Regions from separate parts of the Mus musculus genome. Here region 2 is linked to region 1. A link is a contact called in public Hi-C data. All regions are on one chromosome and are shown on one strand. The core of a region is the stretch at or near the end of the contact, and the rest is flanking DNA. Distances in the headings are between cores, read along the strand shown.

Region 1 (5,552 bases), core at 1,081-3,580:
GTTCTCCCCATCCCCTCTCCCACCTAGTTCCCTTCCTTCCTCTGCCTCCTATGACTATTTTATTCCCCCTTCTAAGCGAGACTCAAGCATCCTCACTTGGGCCTTCCTCCTTTAGGTCCATGGGGGAGTATCATGGGTATACTGTACTTTATGGCTAATATCCACTTATCAGTGAATACACACAGTACATGCTCTTCTGAGTCTGGGTTACCTCACTCAGGATGACATTTTCTAGTTCCATTCATTTGCCTGCAAAATTCATGATGAATAGCTGCATAGTATTCCATTGTGTAAATGTGCTACATTTTCTTTATCCATTGTTCAGTTGAGGGATATCTAGGTTCTTTCCAGTTTCTGGCTATTACGAATAAAGCTGCTATGAACATAGAGGGGCAGATTGTCCTCAGGTTATGGTGGACTATGTTTTGGGTATATGCCCAGGAGTGGTATAGTTGGGTATTTAGGTAGAACTATTTCCAATTTTCTAAGAAACCTCCTGTAGCCAGGCAGGATCCCCAGTGGAGGGACAAGGATGCCAACCCACTCACAAAACTTTAAACCCAAAATTTGTCTGTTCTAAAAGCAATACAAGGACAAAGATGGAGCAGAGACTGAAGGAGTAGCCAACTTGAGACCCATCCCGTGGGCAAGCACCAATCCCTGGCACTATTAACGATACTCTGTCTGTTGTGCTTGCAGACAGGAATCTAGCACAACTATCTTCTGAAAGGCTCTACCCAGCATCTGACTGAAACAGATGCAAATACCCGCAGCCAAGCTTTGGATGAAGGTCAGGGACTCTTATGGAAGCTGGGGGAAGGATTGAAGATGGTGAAGGGAACAGGGACTCCACAGGAAAACCAACAGACTCAACTAACCTGGACCCTTGGCAGCTCTCAGAGACTGAGCCACTAGCCAAAGAGCTTATATGGGCTGGAGTGAGGCCCCAGCACATAGGGCTGCCTTGTCTGGCCACAGTGGGAGAGAATTCACCTAACCCTGCAGAGACTTGATGCGCTGGGGTGGAGGGATGGCATTTAGAGAGATGATACCCAGGGGGAAGGCCTACCCTCTCAGAGGAGAAGGGGAGGGAAGGGGGAAGAGACTCTCTGAGGGGGTGAAGCAACATTTGAGATATTAATTAATTAATTATAAAAGACTAAATGAAGTAACATGGGAAGTCAGTATAAGTCTCTTTCAATTCTTAAGTCTTTTCACCGTTATAAATACTTTATTGACCTATCATTATATATATTTGTAGGGTCAGTGTGATAATTTGATACATGTATGCAAAAGGTCCAATATGCTAATCATCACTTGATCTCCTTAAGCATGTATTACTACTGGTTGAGATGTCTCTTCGATCCTAGGTTTTTTTCTTTTGTTTTGTTTTTGTCTGTTTATTTTGTTTTGTTTTTTTACAGAACATATGGTAATAGCGCTTGAGAAGCTGGGACAGAAGAATCACAAGTTTGAGGGCTATTTAAGATAAATAACGAGACCTTGCCTCAAAAAAAAAAAAAAAAAAAAAGTTTAAGTTGTGAAAAAATAGTCACTCACATATTCTGCAAGATATGAGAAGACTAGTTCTTCCTATGAAGCTTCTTTTTTGGTACTATTGCCTAAGCGCCTTCAGAGCACCTCTGATCTCTCCCCTCCTTCACTGTTTTTGTTTACAGAGATTAAAGAAAATTTATATTTCTAAAGGTGTAAACTGGCTACTTCTTCTGGCTAATACTTGCTGCCACCTACTGGCCAAAGCACAGAACTGCAATGAATAAATGACCAAGAGCGGGAATGGTGAATTCTATAGTAGCATTTGTGTGTAGCAGAGAGAAGGTATTAAACAGAACCGTGCCTTAAAAAAAAAAAAAAAGTCTATCCCACATTAAGAGAAGGAAAATATGTATCTGATTTGCATCTGCCCAGAGGATAAATACCTTGCCTGCTCAACTATTCCTTTATTCCAAGTTCCTCCTCATAGCTACAAAATTGTAAAGTTGTAGAGATCATTTCTTAACTACAATGATAATATTTCCTAAGATGTTATCTTAAGGAATACTGGTTCTTCTTGACAAGAAATTGAAAATTGGTGAGAATTACAGAGCTTAAATGTAGTATTTTTATTAACATGAAAAAATGCAAGTGTTAGTTTTAAACTAAAGAGTTCACGTAAAAATCCAGATTGTCATTTTCTGTCAGAAAACTGGATCAATGGACCCCTGTGGGCTCTGTTTCTACATGGCAATGGCAGGACATGGCTGAGCTTCTCAGAAGAGACAGGAGCTTTTCTGCCCATCACAGTCCTTACCACTTCCTGTTACCACCATAGCAGAAGCCCAACCGTCAGTAACCAGTCATTAATGTTCTCCATTATAATACTTTCCTATGGAGACTTTTCTTTTAACCTGTGTAGAGCAGAGCTGTCTAGCTGTCCTCTCATGAATACTTCTACTTTTTGTCAGGAACTGACATCAACTGTCATCAGGAATGACACAGATCGCACTAAAGACCCCATTTCTCTCTTTTCACACATTAGTAAGCAAATACATGGGAAAATTTGTTGTCAAACTTCTGAGACTCATTAAAGATGATTGACTCAACTCTACAGAATCACTCTCACAAACCCCCAACACACACACACACACACACACACACACACCCTTCCATTCATACCAACACACACACATATCCACACACATACACACACACTCTTCCATTCTCACATATACCCTTCCATTCACACACACACATACACATACACACACACACACCCTTCCATTCTTTCCTTGCCCTCTGTCTTCCTGTTCAAAGAAAGACATGAATGATGACAGGGGTGTGGGGCACTCTCCTGGATCCTAAGATTAGGGGAGGATGAAGGTTCAGGGCTCAATTTTAGGAAGATAGATGTAAAACACAAAGACACACACACACATATACACACACATACATACACACACATACACACACATACATACACACACATACACACACATACACACACATACATACACACACATATACACACATACACACACATACACACACATACATACACACACATACACACACATACATACACACACATACACACACACATACACACACACATACACACACACATACATACACACACACACATACATACACACACATACACACATACACACACATACATATACACACACTTACATACATACACACATATACACACATACACACATACACACACATACACACATACACACACATACACACATACACACACACATACACACATACATACACACACATACACACACATACATACACACAGATACACACACATACATACACACACATACACACACATACATACACACACATACACACACACACATACACACACACATACACACACATACACACACATACATACACACACATACATACACACACATACACACACAAACCCTGATAACCATGAAGCTAACAAACTAGTGCACATGTTCTAATTGACAGAAATATAGAAGTATTTCATATGAGCCAGCTATTCAAATTTTCTCTCAAAAATACTAAATTCAGTCTCAATGAACATATAACATTTTTAATGACACTGAAACAATTAAAGTCTGAGAGGCCTGTGTGCAACAAGAAAAATGTAGACTAGAGCCAGCAAGACGACTTAGCAAGTAGAGTCTCTTGCTTCCTAGCCTGACAATCTGAGTTTAATTCCTGAGATCCATGAAGTAGAAATAAATAACTGAGTCTATGAGAAAAGTTAGTTTATTGCTTATATGTGTGACTTATGAAAATTCCCAGGGCATAGGCAGAATAAAGCCAGCTTCTTTGCCAAAACACCACAGAAAGGACCCCTAGCCCAGTTGCTAATGGAGTCTTTGTTCCCTCTGAAACTTCATAAAGCCAAGTCTCTACTGTGTGCGTTTCTCTCAGGAGTCTTATCTCTCTAGGAACTGAGTATATGAAGAAAATGTGGGTTGTGTGAACATGGAATATTACGCAGCTAAATGAAGAATGACGTAATGTGTAGATGTCATTATTTACAGGCAGGGAAGCCCGACCTTCTGAGAAACAAGCTCTCTGGATAACTAGGCCCTGAACTGCCAGATGATTATACGCAAGACAGGTGACCCCTGTCACATAATCTTGGTCACATGTTTAGGCCGCACTCACTAAACCAGAGAAAGAGTGGTCCCTGTCACATGGCCTAAGTTTTGTACACCTTGTTTTCATAGCACTGTCATGAAGCACAGGCCACACACTAATAGGCTCTCCCTAACTCCTCCTAAGGGACCTTTAAAGACACTTAACTTTGTTGTACAGGGCTGATACTACCCCAGAATTCCACCACATTTCTGTTGGTATTAACGACCCTATTATCTAAAGGGAAGGGAGGTCTCTTAAACCAATGATGGTTCAATTTAACATGAAAAAGCTAAAAAAGATTTTCAATGCCCCTAGCCCCTAGACCACCATTTCTCTTTTCTTCTCTTTCTTCTTCTTCTTCTTCTTCTTCTTCTTCTTCTTCTTCTTCTTCTTCTTCTTCTTCTTCTTCTTCTTCTTCTTCTTCTTCTTAAAATAAACAAAAAGGCTGGAAATGTATATTTCATGCCACATAGGTAAGGAACCAGGCCCCTCCTAGAAACATGCTCTCCAAATAACTGAGCCCTAAATGGCCAGCTGACTACAGGTGGAACAAGTGACCTGTCTAATAATATGATTATCTTTTAACTGAACACTATGCCCTGACCCAGAAAGTGACCCCTGTGTTGTGGTTTAAATATGCTTGGCTCAAGGAGTGGCACTATTAGGAGGTGTGGCCTTGTTGGAGAAAGTGTGGCGTTGTATGGGAGGGCTTAGAGAACCTCCTCATAGTCATGTGGGAGCCAATCTTCTCCTGGCCGCCTTTCAATCAAGATGCAGAACTCTTGGCTCCTCCAGCATCTATGACTGCCTAGACACTGCCTTGATGATTTTGGCCTGAACCACTGAACCTGTAAGATAGCCCTAATTGAATGTTATCTTTTATAAGGGTTGCCTTGGCCATGGTGTCTCCTCACAGCAACGGGAAACCTGAGTAAGACAGCCCTGTCGCGTGGTATAAGTCATGAATGCTCCACTCTCTTACTTCTGTCACACAACACAGACCACGTATTGATCAGGTTCTCTCTGCTCTCTCCCAAGGGACCTCAAAATAAGACTGTTTTGTCTTGTGGGACTGACACTACATCACATCTCTCTATTGGGGTACTGCTGACATTAATAAAACTTTTACCTGAAGGACAATTCAACTCAGGGCCTCTTCTCAAACTTCCTCTCCCACCCTGAAACCTAACATAATGCTTTTAGTAAAGTGGGTTTAACTGAAGATCACCCTGTTGGCTGAAATGATTCAAACTCAGAAAGACAAATTCTCAATGTTTGAACTCGCATATGGAATGTCATATTAACAGCAGCAGCAACAGCAACAACAACAGAAAAGTACGTGCTAGACTGTGAAGAGCTTGGGGAGCAAATGAGAAAGAAGCAAATGAAACAGTAGATTCGGCCAG
Region 2 (5,647 bases), core at 882-3,381, 270 kb before region 1:
ATCTAATCTTAAATTATGTACCTTTTCATGCCCCTGACTCAGAGAGCAATACATGTGTGTGTATATATATATATGTATGTATATATATATATATATATATATATATATATATATATACATATATATATACACACATATATGTGTGTGTGCTATGACATTTGTTTGCTTAAAACAGCAAATAGCTTGAAAAAAACAACCATATGTAACAAATACCATAAAAATACTTTATACAGCAAATACCTGCCATAACTCCTGAAAGCAACATATGGATATCATTTGATGAGCATCTGTTTATAGCACTGAGAGCCCAAGGGTCAGTAGGGATTAGCTGGAGCACAGAGCTCAATCCCTTGTAAAACTCTGTTAAATATTTCTGTAATGTGTTCCCCATAACTCCCCTGCCATGTGATGCTTTCTTTGGTGTTCAGTAAATACAAAGCAAAAGCCCTTTGTTGGGAACGGTTGGACTTACAGTTATGCATCAGGCAGGCACAAGGATAAGACATTGGCAAAAGAGGCACATTAAATGCATAGAGACTACAGACAAGCCAGAAACCACACACTACAGATAGAAGATATGGGAAGAGAAGTGAAGAATTCATCTTGGCCTTGCTCTCAGTCAAATGAATTCAGGGAGTTCAAGACCTGAACTTTCTTTCCTTAATGAGTTACCGGCACATTTTGGTGTCTCTGAGTCTATCTTTAATACATTTAATCAACACAGTGTTCTACAGCATGGCCACATTTCATCCGTCCCCCTTCATCTCCTAGTGTGTCCTTCTAGATGAAGGACTTTACTGCAACCAAGCTAAAAGCCCTGGCTCCATCAACACACTTGAAACTTGCTGCACCCACGCCCTGCAAGAAACCTATCAAGACTCAGCAGAATTTTGCAACAGGTACATAAACCAAACTGAGTAGAACTCTTTGGATTTTCCTGTTCAAAATTAGACAGAAAGCAGGAGTCTCATCTGGAATTTTAGGACTCCCTCGTGCCTTCCTGTCTACCAGCCCGAGACTTATCTTCAGGACAGCTTCTGTCCCATCGTTCCTATTCCCAAGACACAAAGCAAACGTGTAGGCTTCTTCACAGTAGCAGACTACAAGGAAAGCGACTTGTATCTGTGAGGAAAGTTTGCTTATAGTAGCTGTGTTAGGCCCACATGTGCCGTTTGGTACATGTCATCTGTATTAAAGCTTAACTATACATATAATCTCAAATTTATGTGTAGGGCTCTCTAACCACCAAAGGAACGAGAGGCGTATTCTCCTTAACGTGTAGTAGGTCTCACCTTGTAGACCTGCACTTATATATCTTTATCTCTGGGCACCAAAGACCAGGATTAGGCAACTGCTTTTCTCTTTACTGGAATCTTTTTCTTTTCCTGTTTTGTATTTTAAATACTTTTTGGTCACTAGGTGGCTCTGAATTGCCATTGAAAACTAAGATCTTAAGAAATACTGACAAACATGTGCATTTCCTTTTGCCAAAAAATTAAAACCTTTTTACTTGAGAACACTAATCAGAATCTTCCGATATCTCCATGAACTTCTATTAACAGGCTGTATGCCCCTAACATTTGGGATTCATTTTGATAGTTTCGGTTTTAAAAGTTTTTCTGATTAGGGATGAGGTGATAGTTGTTAGGAAAGTCTTTGCTGTGGAAGCATGAGAGTGTAATGTTGAACCCCAGCTCCTAAGGAAAGCTGAGCATAGCAGTGGATTCCAGCAACCCTAGGGCTTGAGATGGGGAAGCAGGAAGACTGGCCAGCCAATAGCAGCTATAGCAGTGGGCTCTGAGTTGGCAAAGAGACATTGTCTCAAACTAAAGTGCAGAGGTATGGAGAAAGACATCTACCTCTGGCCTCTACATGCACTCACATGGGCACACATACATAAACACACACACACAAGGTGGGGGCCTTTAAGTGTATATAAGTTACCCCAGGGCTGACCAATTTTTTTAACTTTGATTTGTATGTTTTCACTGATAGAATGGCTACCTTCACTCTCAGTTGGATCTTCTGCTCTAGCCCTACTGACTGCTTGCTGCCTCTGAGACATGTCCAGACACACAACCATGCTCTTTCTTCCTAGTATGTAATTTCCCTCTCTGTTTCCAACCAATAAGCTTCCCTTTTCTCTTCTAGTCTGATGTTAAATCATTTGTCATCTGGAGTCTTCAAACATTTATGACAAGGAGCCTGGTGCAAGTGCCAAGGCCACCTCAGCTTGAAGCTCAGTTACATGGCTTGTTCACTGGCCATGAGATGCTTAGAAAGACACTTGGTTTTAATTTCTTCACCCATGAGCATCAGTGACAGAGTCCAGTGAAGTTTATGAAAGTTACTTGAAGAGGATTGTGCCAATCAAGTTTTTGTCAATTTGACACAAGCTAGGTCACCTGGGAAGAGGGAACCTCAATTGAGAAAAGCCTCTATCAGATTAGTCCTTAGGAAAGTCTCTGGGACATTTTCTTGATTAATAATTGACATGGGAGGGCCCAAGACACTATGGGTGGTGTCACCCCTGGGTAGGTGAACCTATGTTGTATAAGAATTCAGGCAGAACAAGCCAAGAGAAGCAAGCCCCTGCTGTAGCTCCTGCCTCCAGGTTCCTGCCTTGAGTTCTTGCCCTGACTTGCCTTCTTCATAAGCTCTAACTTGGAAGTGGAAATAAACCCTTCAGACTCTGAGTTGCTTTGGGTCATGGCATTCATCACAATAATAGGAGGCAAACTAGAACAAGGACTCAGAACAGTGCCTGCATCCCATGCTAAGAGAGGGAAGCATGGAATGAATACAGTCCAAGTGAGCTATAAGCAAAGCATAGTTGTTTCTTTGCGAGTATGCACACTGAATTTGAGTGTTGTGACTCATCTCTAGTCTCTCCTAGATGAAACATACATCATGCACATGAAGTGTAGGTTGGCTTTGTACACACCTGACTCTTCCAGTAGACTGTGATGGGACAAACATAATGATCAGTTGGGGTTTCATACCTCGCAAGCCCCAGTCAAGAACTTGTATGTCACCTAGCTACCATCCTTGTTTCTGCCACATTGTGGTGAATGAGAAGAGGAATCCGGAAGATTTTTCTGTGTAAAAAGGATACAAGTCTTAAGCAATAGGAAAAGAAAGGAAATTAAATGAGGTACCATAGACTATGGATTGACAACACCACACTGTTGGAGAACTACTGGCAAAGGCAAGAATCCCAGTGTAGAGTAGGCTTCTAGACTTCTAGAAGTGACATACCAGTCTCCACATTTTATGTTTTTAGACAATGATATACTATCAAGGGAAGGACAATTCATCATTCATTAGTGAATTCAGTCACCAATTGTCTCATGGAGCAAGTGATAATCTCCTGCATGTTGGCCAGTGCTTTCAGGCTTACAGACCATTCTGTGGCTTTTAAGGAGTTGCAGGTTAGCGAACAGAAATAGTAAGTCAATAAATCAGTTTAAAGAGGATTGCTAACACTGACAGGTGCCAGCCAGAATAAACTCTGTGATGAGAAAGAACACAAAGCAGAAGGGAGGTCAGAGTGGGAAGTCTGGGGCATTGATAAGGTTACATTTCATGCATTCCTGTATAAAGGGAGATAATGCGCTTTGTCATATTCTGACCTCAAAGTAAACTGGAGAAAAGAATAAGCTTGAATGAAGAACCGAGGACCGCCAAAGGTTGGTGCAGGAGCAGAGGAACGAGATGAGGTTGCGTGCAGCAGGACCACGTGATACAAAGCTTGAGGAGAATGGGGGTGAATTTTGGTTTTCCTCATAGGCAATGAGGCCTAAGTCAAGGATTTGAAGCAAAGACGTAGATACACAATTCACATTTGGTGTTTCCCAAAGATTACAGACATGTTGGGTAGAGACTGGATGACAAGAGGGAAAAGCAAAGAAGCCCTTGAGGGTAGGAGAGTACTCAAGGACAGAAATGGAGGTCGTGGCTTTGGGGATTGAACCATACTTTGTCTGGCTCTTAGGGGATCCCATCTTCCTCTTTTAAAATGGAAACTCACTGTGGGGGGATACTTTTTTCTGTTTCAGTCAATAGTGTTATATCCCCCAGATCTAGAATAGAACCTGGTAACAATGGTAACAAAGGACATGTTAAACATTGCTGAATATTGAAGTACTCCCAGCTGAGAAAATACAATGATGTGGGGGACACAGAAACAGGCACTTTACAGGCTGGATCTCCATCTAAGCAGGTCTACTGTCCAATGACTGACTGTCTAATAGTTGATCTTTCTTGCATAATAAATGAGTAAACCATCCATCCATCCATCCATCCACCCATCCATCCATCCCTCTCTCCCTCCCTCCATTGGTGGAGTCTGTGAAGTCAAATGTAGTAGGCATAGCCTTTTTAAGTGAAAAGATCCTTGGATCAAGAGCTTGAAAGCAGAATCATGGCTCTGCATCAATCACACTGTTCAGCCTGGTGAACTTAGCCAAACACAAGTATTTCTGGGTTTCAGCTTTGCTGTCTATAAAACATATAAAACAAATAAGTTGGCCTAGATGGACTTTAAAAATCTATCTTTATTTTAGAAAATCCAAATGCCGGCACGAACACAGCAACGTCTATGTGGTATCCTTCTTGGTTTTTACAAATTGGCTTCAAGCAGAAGAGCTGAAGCTTTCAGAGGATTCCATATGTTCTCTCCACAGGCAAAGCCCTTCTGTATGAGACTGATGCCAGTGCAGAGTGGCAGGCTATGTGCTTTGTGGCAAGGATATATTACTAATGGCCACTGAACAAGAAGGCGTCAATTTTCTTCCTCCTCGGAGTTTGTCTTTTGAACTTAATGCTCAACTCTCTTGTATTTAAAACAACAGGGAGGTTCTTAGATGCTACATTTAAACCAATTAGTATTCCATTTCTTTTTGTCAAGTTATGATTTGTAAGCAGCTAGTTAATTCTCATGAACAATGGCTCTACTTACCTTGTTCTTTGTGTGGTTGCTACATGTCCCTGTCATTTCATCCTATACCATTCCCTACTTGACTGGACAAATCTTTGTTTTCCTGTTTTGGGGGCAGGACAAAGGTCTTGTGAGTCAGGTTGAACCTTGAACTCCCGAACCTCTTGCTTCCATTTCATTCAAATGATAGGATTACAACTGTGTGCTACCTGCTTGGTCTTGAGTGTGTCAAGCTTGCCCTGAAATTTGCCATTTCTCTAGTATCCTACTCCTAGATTTTCTTGCCACTTTTTTGAGACCAGAAGACAGGCCTTCTTCAACATATCACCTGTTCCATCAGAAAGAGTTCTCCTACCCTACTCTATTGCACATATAACGTCACTATCCAAGACAAGTTTGTTTTCATTCTGGATCCTTTCTCATCTTCTTCTACCACCACTGGCACTGGCACTGGCACCATACCTGCCCCTAAGGAGAATGAAGCAGACCTTCACTGGCTTTTTCTTTTTCTTTTTCTTTTCTTTTTTTTTTTTTTTTTTTTTTTTTTTTTGGTTTTTCGAGACAGGGTTTCTCTGTATAGCCGTGGCAATCCTGGAACTCACTTTGTAGACCAGGCTGCCTCGAACTCAGAAATCTGCCTGCCTCTGCCTCCCGAGTGCTGGGATTAAAGACGTGCGCCACCACGCCGGACTCATACCTTCACTGTTA

What was found. A called contact is a pair of places that touch in the nucleus more often than the background predicts.
Region 2: a Hi-C map of the HPC-7 cell line shows a contact between it and region 1, with 5 times the contacts expected there. A contact is called at or near these places in 10 of 484 Hi-C or Micro-C datasets (the 3T3-L1 cell line, the HPC-7 cell line, cerebral cortex and 6 more) and 1 of 130 datasets of targeted methods (hippocampal excitatory neurons).

What each region holds. Positions count from the first base shown.
Region 1 is chr19:16,799,084-16,804,635 of GRCm38.p6, reverse strand. No RefSeq gene overlaps it. Among named protein-coding and RNA genes, the nearest start is that of Vps13a, 21 kb to the right of the region's middle.
Region 2 is chr19:17,067,180-17,072,826 of GRCm38.p6, reverse strand. All of the region lies in intron 6 of Prune2 (prune homolog 2), which reads right to left. Among named protein-coding and RNA genes, the nearest start is that of Prune2, 110 kb to the right of the region's middle.